Linked DNA regions of Rattus norvegicus: region 1 is linked to region 2. A link is a contact called in public HiChIP or PLAC-seq data. All regions are on one chromosome and are shown on one strand. Each heading gives the region's core, a stretch centred on a gene start, on an enhancer-like site or on the middle of the called end of the contact. The rest is flanking DNA. Distances are from core to core; before and after follow the strand shown. Region 1 holds the start of Csad (cysteine sulfinic acid decarboxylase). Region 2 holds the start of Eif4b (eukaryotic translation initiation factor 4B).

Region 1 (5,255 bases), core at 2,275-4,774, 130 kb after region 2:
CACTTGGTAGGCAGAGGCAGGCAAAACTCTGCAAGTTCAAAGCCAATCTGGTCTACATAGTTTTCCAGGACAGCCAGGCCTACATAGACACGTCTCGAGAAAAAAATAAAAAGCTATACTCTGACCTCTGCGTGGACACATATGCGGCCACACACACAAGTACATGCAAAATAAATTACATGTTGTAAAGAAAAAAAAAGGTTGAAACCCGGCATATAGCTATGTTTCACGGCAGAACGGTTTCAATTTTCAACACCATGATTAAAATTGGAGGAGGGGAGGAGAAGAATTTGGAGGCTGGAGAAACGGCTCAGTGTAAAGAGTTCTTATGGGCTGGAGAGATGGCTCAGTGGTTAAGAGCACCCGACTGCTCTTCCAGAGGTCATGAGTTCAATTCCCAGCAACCACATGGTGGCTCACAACCATCTGTAAAGAGATCAGATGCCTTCTTCTGGTGTATCTGAAGACAGATACAGTGTACTTATATATAATAAATAAATAAGTCTTTAAAAAAAAAAGAGTTCTGGGGTTGGGGATTTAGCTCAGCGGTAGAGCGCTTGCCTAGGAAGCGCAAGGCCCTGGGTTCGGTCCCCAGCTCCGGAAAAAAAGAACCAAAAAAAAAAAAAAAAAGAGAGAGAGAGAGTTCTTATTGCTCTTGCAGAGGACGCAGATGTGGTTCCCAGTTTGAGGGATCCAATGCCCTCCACTGCACACATATTATGCACATACATACATGCAGGCGTGCCATTCATACACTTACAATACACACATGAATACACATGAAAATAAATCGTCAAAGTATCTTGGCGTATTTACATAGTCACATTTCATATTTAGTGACATATTCTGCGTAAGTGCAAGAAGATAACCACGTAAGGTCGTTCACTGCTGAATTATTATTTTCTATTTTTTTTTCTTCCCCAAGACAGGGTACCAGGCAGCCTGAGCTGACCTCGGACTCACTCTGTAGCTAAGGACGACTCTGATTTCAGATTCCCCTGCCTCTCCTTCCCAGTTCATGAACCAACGCCTTTGCTATGAACTGCTGCTTGGGTGGGTTTTGCTTTGTTTGTTTAGTTTTGTTTTTCCGCCTTGACAGTCACACTATGCTGCTCTAGCCTCTGAACTCCTGGGCTCAACTGGCTCTCTTGCTTCAACCTCCTAGGCAGCTGAGGCTACAGGTCTGAAATCATCTCACACGGCCTTTGTGATGAATTTTAAATGTGAACTTGCTTAGATATCTCACGTGGACTATCTGCTAGGTTTGAAACCCAATACTCCAGGGTGAGGCAGGGGGAACTTAGGAGACTTTGAAGCCAGCATGAGCTGCAGAATAAGAACCTATTCCAAACAAAAACAGAAAATAAAATATAGTGAACGGTACATTTTAGGTGATCAAAAAAAAAAAAAAAGGCACTGGGTTAAAAAGAAAGCACGAGGGGTTGGGGATTTAGCTCAGTGGTAGAGCGCTTGCCTAGCAAGCACAAGGCCCTGGGTTCAGTCCCCAGCTCAAAAAAAAAAAAAAAGAAAAAAAGAAAAAAAAATGAAAAAGCAAAAGAAAGCACGAACTCAGAAAGACTGTCTCATTGTACAGAGTTCACCAAACTGGTAAGACTTGGGGAATCGCTGAGTAGGAGAAAACTCAGTAGCTGAAAGCTTGTCGAGCGTGTGCCAGACCATGAATTCCAACTAGCCCCACTATCAAATATATACTAACAGGGACTCGGGTGATGGCTTAGCAGTTGAGAGCACTGGCTGCTCTTCCAGAGGACCCAGGTTCAACTCCCAGCTACCACATGGTGGCTCACACTGCCTGTTACTCCAGGTGGCTAAGCATCAGGAACTAGATTCTACACCCTCTTCTGGCCTCTAAGGGCGCCAGGCATTCAAGTGGTATACAGACAGACATGCAGGCAAAACAGACATATGCACATGAATGTTTTAAAAAAAAATAATACACAATAATAAGAAACGGTAATAAGAATGATTGTCCTCTGGGGTTGGGGATTTAGCTCAGTGGTAGAGCGCTTGCCTAGGAAGCGCAAGGCCCTGGGTTCGGTCCCCAGCTCCGAAAAAAAAAGAAAAAAAAAAAAAAAAAAAAAAAAAAGAACAAAAAAAAAAAAAAAGATCATTGAAGAATGATTGTCCTCGGGAGCTCGGTTAGAGGGAAAGATCATGTATTTTTCCATTCTGTGGACTGGCAGTGGGTTAGGCTGTCCTTTGATTTTTTAAAGATTGTGTATCTCTAGCTGGTAAAACTTGCTATGAATACCAGGTTGGCCTTGAACTCACGGGGATCTGCCTACTCTGCCTTTCAGGTGCTGGGATTAAAGATATTTGCCACACTCGCTCCCTTAAACTAGTGTTTAAAATCCTATGTTTGTTTACTATATGGCTATGTCCGTGAGTTCAAGAGCCTGTGCACACTCAGAAGTCAGAAGAGGGTGTTGTACGCCCTGCCTATCACTCTGCCTATTTCTTTAGAAGCAGGATCTCTCCCACAACCTGGGGCTCTAATTTTCTCAGTTAAGGTGGAAACCAGCAAGTCCCGGGTATCCTCCAGTCTCCACCTTCCTCGGAGCTGGGTTTACAGGAATGTTTCCATTAGCAGGCTTGTTACCTGGATAACAGAATCCAAACTCTGTCCTCAAGATTTCCCAGCAACCACTCTTAACAGCTAGGTCATCTCTTCAGGTCCCTAATTTGTTTTTAAAACATTCCTGGTGACATTTCTATTTATGTCAGCTTCAGAATGATTCTAAGAGAAATGGAACTTACTTTGGTGGTCTTAAATGTCCAGGTCTGTGGTTAGGAATCGACTCCTCTCTAATGCTAAAGTGGGGCAACACGGTGCAGGGCGGGCTCAATATTCTAAACGCGACCTGGCCCAGAGGACAACACGCACTTCCAAATCTCCAACAAGACTCGTCCACTGAAGGGGAAAAGGCTTTTTCTTGAAAGGAAGCCTAAGTTAGTTAAGTCACCTAGAATAGTCTGTCTCGGGTCACAAGACTGCAGGACCAGGGCACGTTTGCCTTGGGTATTTAGAGAACGTCTCTGAGACTCATATGCAGATTGTGGTTTAGTGTATACCGCAGGACTGTGCAATGGCTTAATTCTCCTCCCAGCTGACCTCAGTCTGCAGGTCTGCGCCCGACAGCTGCAAGCACCGGAAAGACAAACCTGACCAAGCTTAAAGAAAAGATCAGGGGTACGAACTGTTCCGACTTCTACCTGGGGCGACAGGAGAGGGACGGAGTTTCTGCGAGAACCAGCCAGCCCACCTAGCGAACCTTCTCAAAGAACATGCAGCGCCTAAAGGTTCCAGGCAAGCCTGGGAGCTGCCCTCAGTCAAGATGGCGGCCGGGGCGCGCGAGCGCCACGGCGCACGCGCCGCCCTTCGCACCACCCTCCTCCGGTCCTCCCTGCCGTCCCCCTCCCACTCGCCAGCTGCAACTCTCCGCGCGTCCCCAGCCTCACCCCTTTTCAGAGGCCCCCTCCTGTCGCGGCTCCCGAGCCCGGAAGTGGATGTGGCCGCTTGGCAAAGAGGGCGAGGGGGAGGGAGAAGTGCTTCCGGGGAAACGGGCCCCGGGTTGGTGTTTGTAAACTTGCCTCGGTCCCGGCGCGAGCAGCGGCGGCCGCGGGCTTGGCACGGGGCGCCTGGGGCCTGGAGGGGGCGCCGCGCGGCGGAGGAGACGGCGGGAGACCGCGCCGGACAGGTAGGCGCGCGCCGCGGGGAGGCAGCGTCGAGCGGGCGGACGAGCGGGCAGCAGCGCCTCAGCAGCTCGCAGGCCGTGGGGCGCCGCGCGCGAAGGGGGAGGGGAGCCAGGCGGAGGAGGGGCGCGCGGCGGAGGGAGGGGGCGCGAGGGGAGGGCCGCCGCCGCCCCGCCCCCCGCCGGGAGAGGGGGCTCGCCGGAGGATGGGGGGGTAGGCGCGGGCGCGAGCACGCGGGTCGCGCGCGGCTCGGCGCTCCCGCGCTGCGCTCCGGGTCCGCGCGCTGCGGCTGCCTGCAGAGCGCACACGCCCGCCCCCCACCTCCGCGGTGAATTTACGCACCTTCGGGGGAGCTCCGAGTGACGCTCACGTGCGGGCACTGCCAGCCACCTCGGTGCTCGGCGGAGGCCCCCGAGCTTCCTCCCACCACGGTTCTGCCCTCGTCTGTGGAGTGCCAGCTTTGCAGGCCGGCCCACTCCGCACAAAAGCCCCAAAGGGCCTCCGCCCCCTTCTTCCGTTCCTAAGATGGCAAATCCCAGCACTAACTCCGTTGGCAGATCCTCTCTATAGGAGGCCCAACTTACTTTTGCTCCTGTTGGCTGTTTGTTCTGGCCCAGAAGGCCAATTTCTTCTACTGACCTAGAAAGAAAGCTCTTGACTCATGTCCTCCTTTCGAGCTTCAGAACGTCCAGCAAAATAAGTTGAGAGAGCTTCTCTCGGTGTATGGCCTGAGGATGTTGCACCTGAGGGCCTCATCTCCCTTTCTGGTTTCAGGTTTCTGGACCAGACCTAGAGCTTCACCAAGAGAATTCGACTTGGAAACCAAGACTGGTAGACTCTCGTTTCTTCCGGCAAGAAGCAGAAGTCAGAGAGAGACTACGGATTTTTGGGACACCTGTTTTCCTTTTGGAGGACGCTAAGTTCTTTGGGAAGACAAGACAGTTCAGTATGGCAACAGAACTGAAAGAACAGGAGGGAGAGCCATTACTGTGATTTGGTGACAGTTCTTCAAACAACAGTGTCCTAAGGAAAATTGGATAAAGAATTTCTGAACTTGTTTTGGGTTCGTTAAGTGAGGAGTCAGCATGGCTCAGGTAAAAAGCTCTAGCGTCCTCCTTCAAGACCGTTCACTGGGAAGCCTGTTTGCAGTGTCACTCTTGAATTCTGCCTTAGTCAACAGTATTGGCCATCCCCAGTGAGCCGAGCTCTGTATTAAGCACCAGGGGGAGATCTAGAGGAAGGAAAGGAGACAGGCCACAGCCCCTGCCTTCAGGGAGCTTCCAGTCAAATGAAGGAGGTAGGCTATATACCACGTCACAGGCGCTGATGGGCCATTGGCAAAGCACCTTGTACCCGGTGTACTCTTGGTACATGAAGTACTCGGGCATAAGGGAGTGAATGGTCTGGTGAATGCTTCATTTGTTTTTTTTCTCCCCAACAGGAATTTTATTGAGCTCCTGTTACATGCAAGGCATTGTGCTTGGAGTACAAAGATGAATAAGATTGTCCTTGTCCCCCAGTAAGCTTCCAGGCTAGTTGGG
Region 2 (4,975 bases), core at 125-2,624:
CCTTTGTCTTCCAAGTGTAAGAATTAAAGGTATTTGTCAACTAGGAATGGTAGTGAATACTGTTAATCCCAGTGCTCAGGAGGCAGAGGCAGGTGGATCTTTGTGAGTTTTTAGTCTTGCCTGGTCTACATAGTGAGTTCCAGGACAACCAGGGCTATGTAGAGAGACCCTGTTTCAAAACACCAAAATAAATATAAATAAATAAATTAAGGGTTTGTGCCACCATGCCTGTTTCTGCAAATAATTCTTAAATGTATATTTATTTTTATTTTATGTGCATTGCTGTTTTGCTTCGTGTATGTCTGTATGATGGTGTCAGATCCTCTGGAAATGGAGTTAACAGTTGTGAGCTGCCACATGGGTGCTGGGAATTGAACCCAGGTCTTCTGGAAGAGCAGTCAGTGCTCTTAACCTTTGAGCCCTTACAACCACCATGCAAATTTATTTTAATAATAAATTTCTGATCTAGGAGAACTATCAAAAATACCTGTTTGTTTTTTATGACAATGCTTTAGGGTGATTAAAAAATTTTAGGAGCTGGAATTATGGCTCAGTGGCTAAGAATGTTCCCTGTTTTTGTAGAAGAGCAGGCATCTGGAGTTGTACCCAACTACCTTTTACACTATTATCCTATTTACCTGTATTGTTTATCATTTGTAATATTTTATTCAAGGAGGTTTTATTCCCTTTATTTATTCCACAAATGTCTGTAAAACAGCGCCTGGCACATGGTTGGTGCTCAGTAGTTTCACTTTGTGAAATATAATAAAAATGAGGCACTCGCTGGAAGAAATGTGTCTAGCACTAGGTGCTGGACCTTGTCAATCAATTGGGAGGGTTAAATGAGGCAAAAGCCCATGGCTGTAACTGTTCAAATGTTATCTTCTTAATTTGAACCCATTCTAGAGAACGTTGGATTTGCTTTGCCTTTACAAAAAGTTGATTTAAAAAGAAACTTAGAATCTTCCCTTTGAAAAAATCAATTGTGGCACACCCATTCTAGAATCCAAGCCCACTCGGTTCCATAGAATCAGCAAGTGCGGCCCCGCCCTTCGCGCCTACCCAGCACCCAGAAGTCTGTGCGCCAGGAGACCCCGCCCCGGGCACAGATCGGACTTGACGGCCGCGCCGGGCCCAACGTAAAGCAAAGGGTTTCGCGACAGCTCAGACTCCACCCCTTCGGCCACATGTCGCGCAGGTCTTCCCGTCGGACGCCGCGCCACCTCCTCGCGCTGCTTTACGAACCTAGCGCGGCGGCGCCCCGCCTCCTGCCTCCGTCCTCAGCTCCCCGCCCCCTCCTGGTTTCGCGTCTCCAAGCCCGTCGCGCCCGCTATAATCACGTGATTGCCTCATCCGGGTCCTTTGCGTTCTCTCTCCCTCTCCCAACATGGCGGCCTCAGGTGAGTGAGCGGCCGAGCGTGGCCAAAGACCAGGCTCGGAAACAGCCTCCGGGCTTGGTCCGCTCCTTGCTGGAAGTGGGGGGCAGGAGGCACCGGCTCCTTTCGGACCTGGGGGCTGCGGCAGGCTGGCGGCATGGCCGCTTTAGGTTACCACCTCGGGATGTTTAGGGGGAGGGGAAGCCTTCCCCTCCCCCTCACACCCTTTTCACCCCGTTGCGCGAGGTTGGAGTAGGCAGTAATGGTGGACTCTGCCTTCAATTGGAGAAGGTAGCACAGAAAGATGTGCGGGAGGCGCGAGGCTCTCATAGACGTGAAGCACTGCGCCCGCGCCTAGGCGCGGATGAAGGAAGGAGGCGGTTGGCGCGCGGACCGGAACACATTAGACCGGGTCTCCAAGGCGCGAGGCCGTTGCGGACCTTAGTGGGGGCAGGGGTGGGGGGGCAGTTGGAACGCGAACGCGAAGCCGTGGAGGGGCAGAGGAAAGCAGCGGTGCGCGTGCGCGGCACGGGAGACGAGACGAGACGAGGCGAGGTGGAGAAGGCGCGCCTCTGAAGCATGCGCTGCTGGACTCCAGATGGGAAGCCTGGATGGACCTGGGCTTCGCTCATTTATGACCTTGTACTTTAAGCTGTAGTTGGTTTTGGAGCATGGCTTGGCCGCTGTACTCCAAGCGAATGCGTATTAGGTTTGGCCCTACTATAGTTGGGGGTACGGAACCCAGTGTGCGCCCACGTGTTAGGGAGGAGCTGCGGGGATGGACACCTAGAATCTCCTGTACCTTTTTCTTTCCACTTCTGATTCAACCAGCAGTTTTTGCTGAGTACAGACTATATGCCAGGCAGAGGTGGGGAATGAGATCGGGGCATTGCATTATATAGAGCTTCCATTTTGGGGAGTTTTAGTGTCAGAATTCAGCTTTTGCCATTTTCCCAGATAACTGGGAAACTTCCAAAAGGTCTTATCAAAAATAGTAGCAAGGAGTTCTGTGATTGTTTTGTGTTTGTTTGGTTTTTTTTTTTTTTTTTTTTTTGGTTTTGTTTTGCATTTACAGTGGACCTGTGTGAAAGCCAGTGGACTTTTAAACACCTAGTTTTAGTTTAGGAAATACTGGGTTTTGTTTTGTTTTATAGCATGACCTGTAAAAATGTACCTTTTGGATTGCTGTCTCTATGAGACACGGTCTCTATTATTTAGCTCTGACTGTCGTGGAACTAACCATGTAGACCAAGCTCTGCCTCCGGATTGTTGTGATTAAAGGCGTTTTTAACACCACGCCTGGCAACATTCAATATCTTAACCAGAAGTCTATCTTTTCTAATATTACAAGGAATTAAGGTTATGTCTTTGTGAAACTTTCTCGCTGAATTAAGATGCATTTGACCATAAGAACTTTATTTCCTCCCTCTGCATTGTTGCACATTGAACCAGAGCTTTGGGACATGCTGGGCAAGCACTCTAAGCTAAATCCCCAATCCTGGGTATAACAGCTTTTGTTAGTATAGCACTTAATTGAACAAGCCTGTGAGATCATGTAAAGAATTGGTGGTTTCTCCAGCTGAGGAAAAATTGCTCAAAGATTTGTTGAAGGTCACATTGTTTGCAGGTAGTACATCGGGGTTACAATCCTGGAAACTCCAGGCTTCTAGGCTCAGTACGATGGTAAGTTCTAAGTTGGGATTGTAGACAAAAAGTATCATCTCCAAATCACAAGAATGTGTTTTAATCAGTGAAAAAAAATTCCTTAGCCTACAGTTTAGTGTCTTAACTAAGTGAAAAGTCTAGATGAATTTCCCTCTTTTGAGATTCTTAGTGGTGGAGGACCTAGCTGAACTGGGGAGAAGGCCAGGGTTTGGGGCACTTGGTGCCAATGCTGTCAACCTGAGTTCAAAGAATCTATTGATGGAGGCAAGAGCAGGTTCCTCCTGCAAGTTGTCCTTTAACCAAACTATGTGCAGTTTCAAAAAAAAAAATTAGTTAAAAACAGAAAAAGACATCCTGGTAAGCTGTGTTTGGTTTTATCCTGTTGATTATGACCACTGGTTTACAAGGTTTCCCTAGTGGTGCCCCCTAGTGTTGTGCCCTTCACTTTCTCTTCAATAGATTGTCCTGTCCTCAGCTTCGCTTCAGTTCAGGAAATGCTGGTTGGTTTGTTACCTCAGCACAAGTTTACCTTACTTGGCCTTTAAAACGTTTGGAATTGACAATTCTTCTATTGAGTGGCCTCTGTTCCCAGAGTTGGGAAAGGGTCTCAGGTTTTCTCTGTAAAAATACCAGATACAACCTAATCAGTATTTGGTAAAGTGAAAACATATTTGCGACAATATCAGTTTCCATGTGACCCACTTGTGACTCTAGTTTGTTAACTTCTCAGAGCTGACAGATAAATGAGGATTCTTTAAATTTCTGGGAAACTTGAACCTAGGTAGGTAATTCTTAGTTGTGTCTTTAAAAGAAGACTTAAGTCTGTAAGGGTTTAGCTGAACAAGCTAGCTCACCTGTCATCCCAGTACTCAGGAGGTTGAGGCTGGAGAACTGACATAGTTCCAGGCTATCCTGGACAAGTGAGATCCTGCCTCCGAAAAAGGCCTTTTAGTTTTTATTGTGGCTATGTGAGTTTTAAAGTGAGCTACCTCAGTTTTCTTCATTTGTACAGTTTATCTGCAAGTAAGGAATTATATGCTTGATACACCTTGCTTTAAAATTGTAGCTAGTATGTATAAGCTGTGTCTAGGACTTAATTGATATTACAGGAATGCTGTGAAGTGTTTCTTTCGTTTTACAGTGAGAAGATGTATTAATTGCTTGCTTTTACAGTGTTGATCTTCATAGTGAAACAGTTTCAAGAACTAGTTTATATGTATATAGATTACCTTTTAACAGTGTTTGTTGCTCTGCAAGGATACTTAGATCAAGAAGTCAAATGCTGAGTATTGTTAATTGAAGGAAAACAGTGTTTCAGATTGAAAATTGTGTTTACTTTAATAATAGCTTTGAATTATAATTTAAGAGAGAACTTTGTTTTAAGGAGATGTCAGAAAGGAGATGAAAGAATTGAACTGGTTAAATCAATGTATGTCCAAGACTATATTCTTGGAGAATTAATCTTTTTGTTGTTTTATTTTTTGAGACAGGTTCTTTGTAGACCTGGCTGGCCTTGAACACAGAGATCATCCTGCCTCTTTCTCCTAAGTGCTGGAAATAAAGGTATATGCAACCCACCTGGCCTCAAAATTAAAGTCTTTATTTTTAATTGTGTATGTGTCTAAATATGGACACATGCACATCAGACTTCCTGTAGCTGGTGTTGCCTGTTCTGCACTGGGTACTAGGACCTGAACTTGAGTCCTAGGCAAGAGCGGTCCACAGTCTCGACAACTTACCGATCTTTCCAGCCCCCCATGGTTGACATCTTTTAAACATGCAAGGCCCTAGATGTTGGAAGGTCAAAGGGCATGGAGGACTTTGGTAACTGCTCAGTGAAATAAAAAGGAGTGGGACAAGCACTGCTCTCCCGCTTTAGAGTCTGCCTCTCAAACCTACTGCTTGTGTAGGACTGAGCTACTGTGAGAGATCTA

The links. HiChIP or PLAC-seq counts read pairs in DNA pulled down with a chosen protein or histone mark.
Region 1: a contact with region 2 is called in an H3K27ac HiChIP or PLAC-seq map of oligodendrocytes, with 2.2 times the contacts expected there. The contact joins the promoter of Csad here to the promoter of Eif4b in region 2. A contact is called at or near these places in 1 of 12 Hi-C or Micro-C datasets (hepatocytes) and 1 of 1 datasets of contacts at active chromatin or transcription factors (oligodendrocytes).

What each region holds. Positions count from the first base shown.
Region 1 is chr7:135,212,057-135,217,311 of GRCr8, forward strand. Csad (cysteine sulfinic acid decarboxylase) reads right to left here and starts at 3,525. Exons shown (of 16, transcript NM_021750.3): 1 at 3,481-3,525. It overlaps Znf740 (zinc finger protein 740), which reads left to right and starts at 3,582. Exons shown (of 6, transcript XM_063264458.1): 1 at 3,582-3,719; 2 at 4,489-5,011. The coding sequence starts at 5,003.
Region 2 is chr7:135,083,885-135,088,859 of GRCr8, forward strand. Eif4b (eukaryotic translation initiation factor 4B) reads left to right here and starts at 1,375. Exons shown (of 15, transcript NM_001008324.2): 1 at 1,375-1,400. The coding sequence starts at 1,388.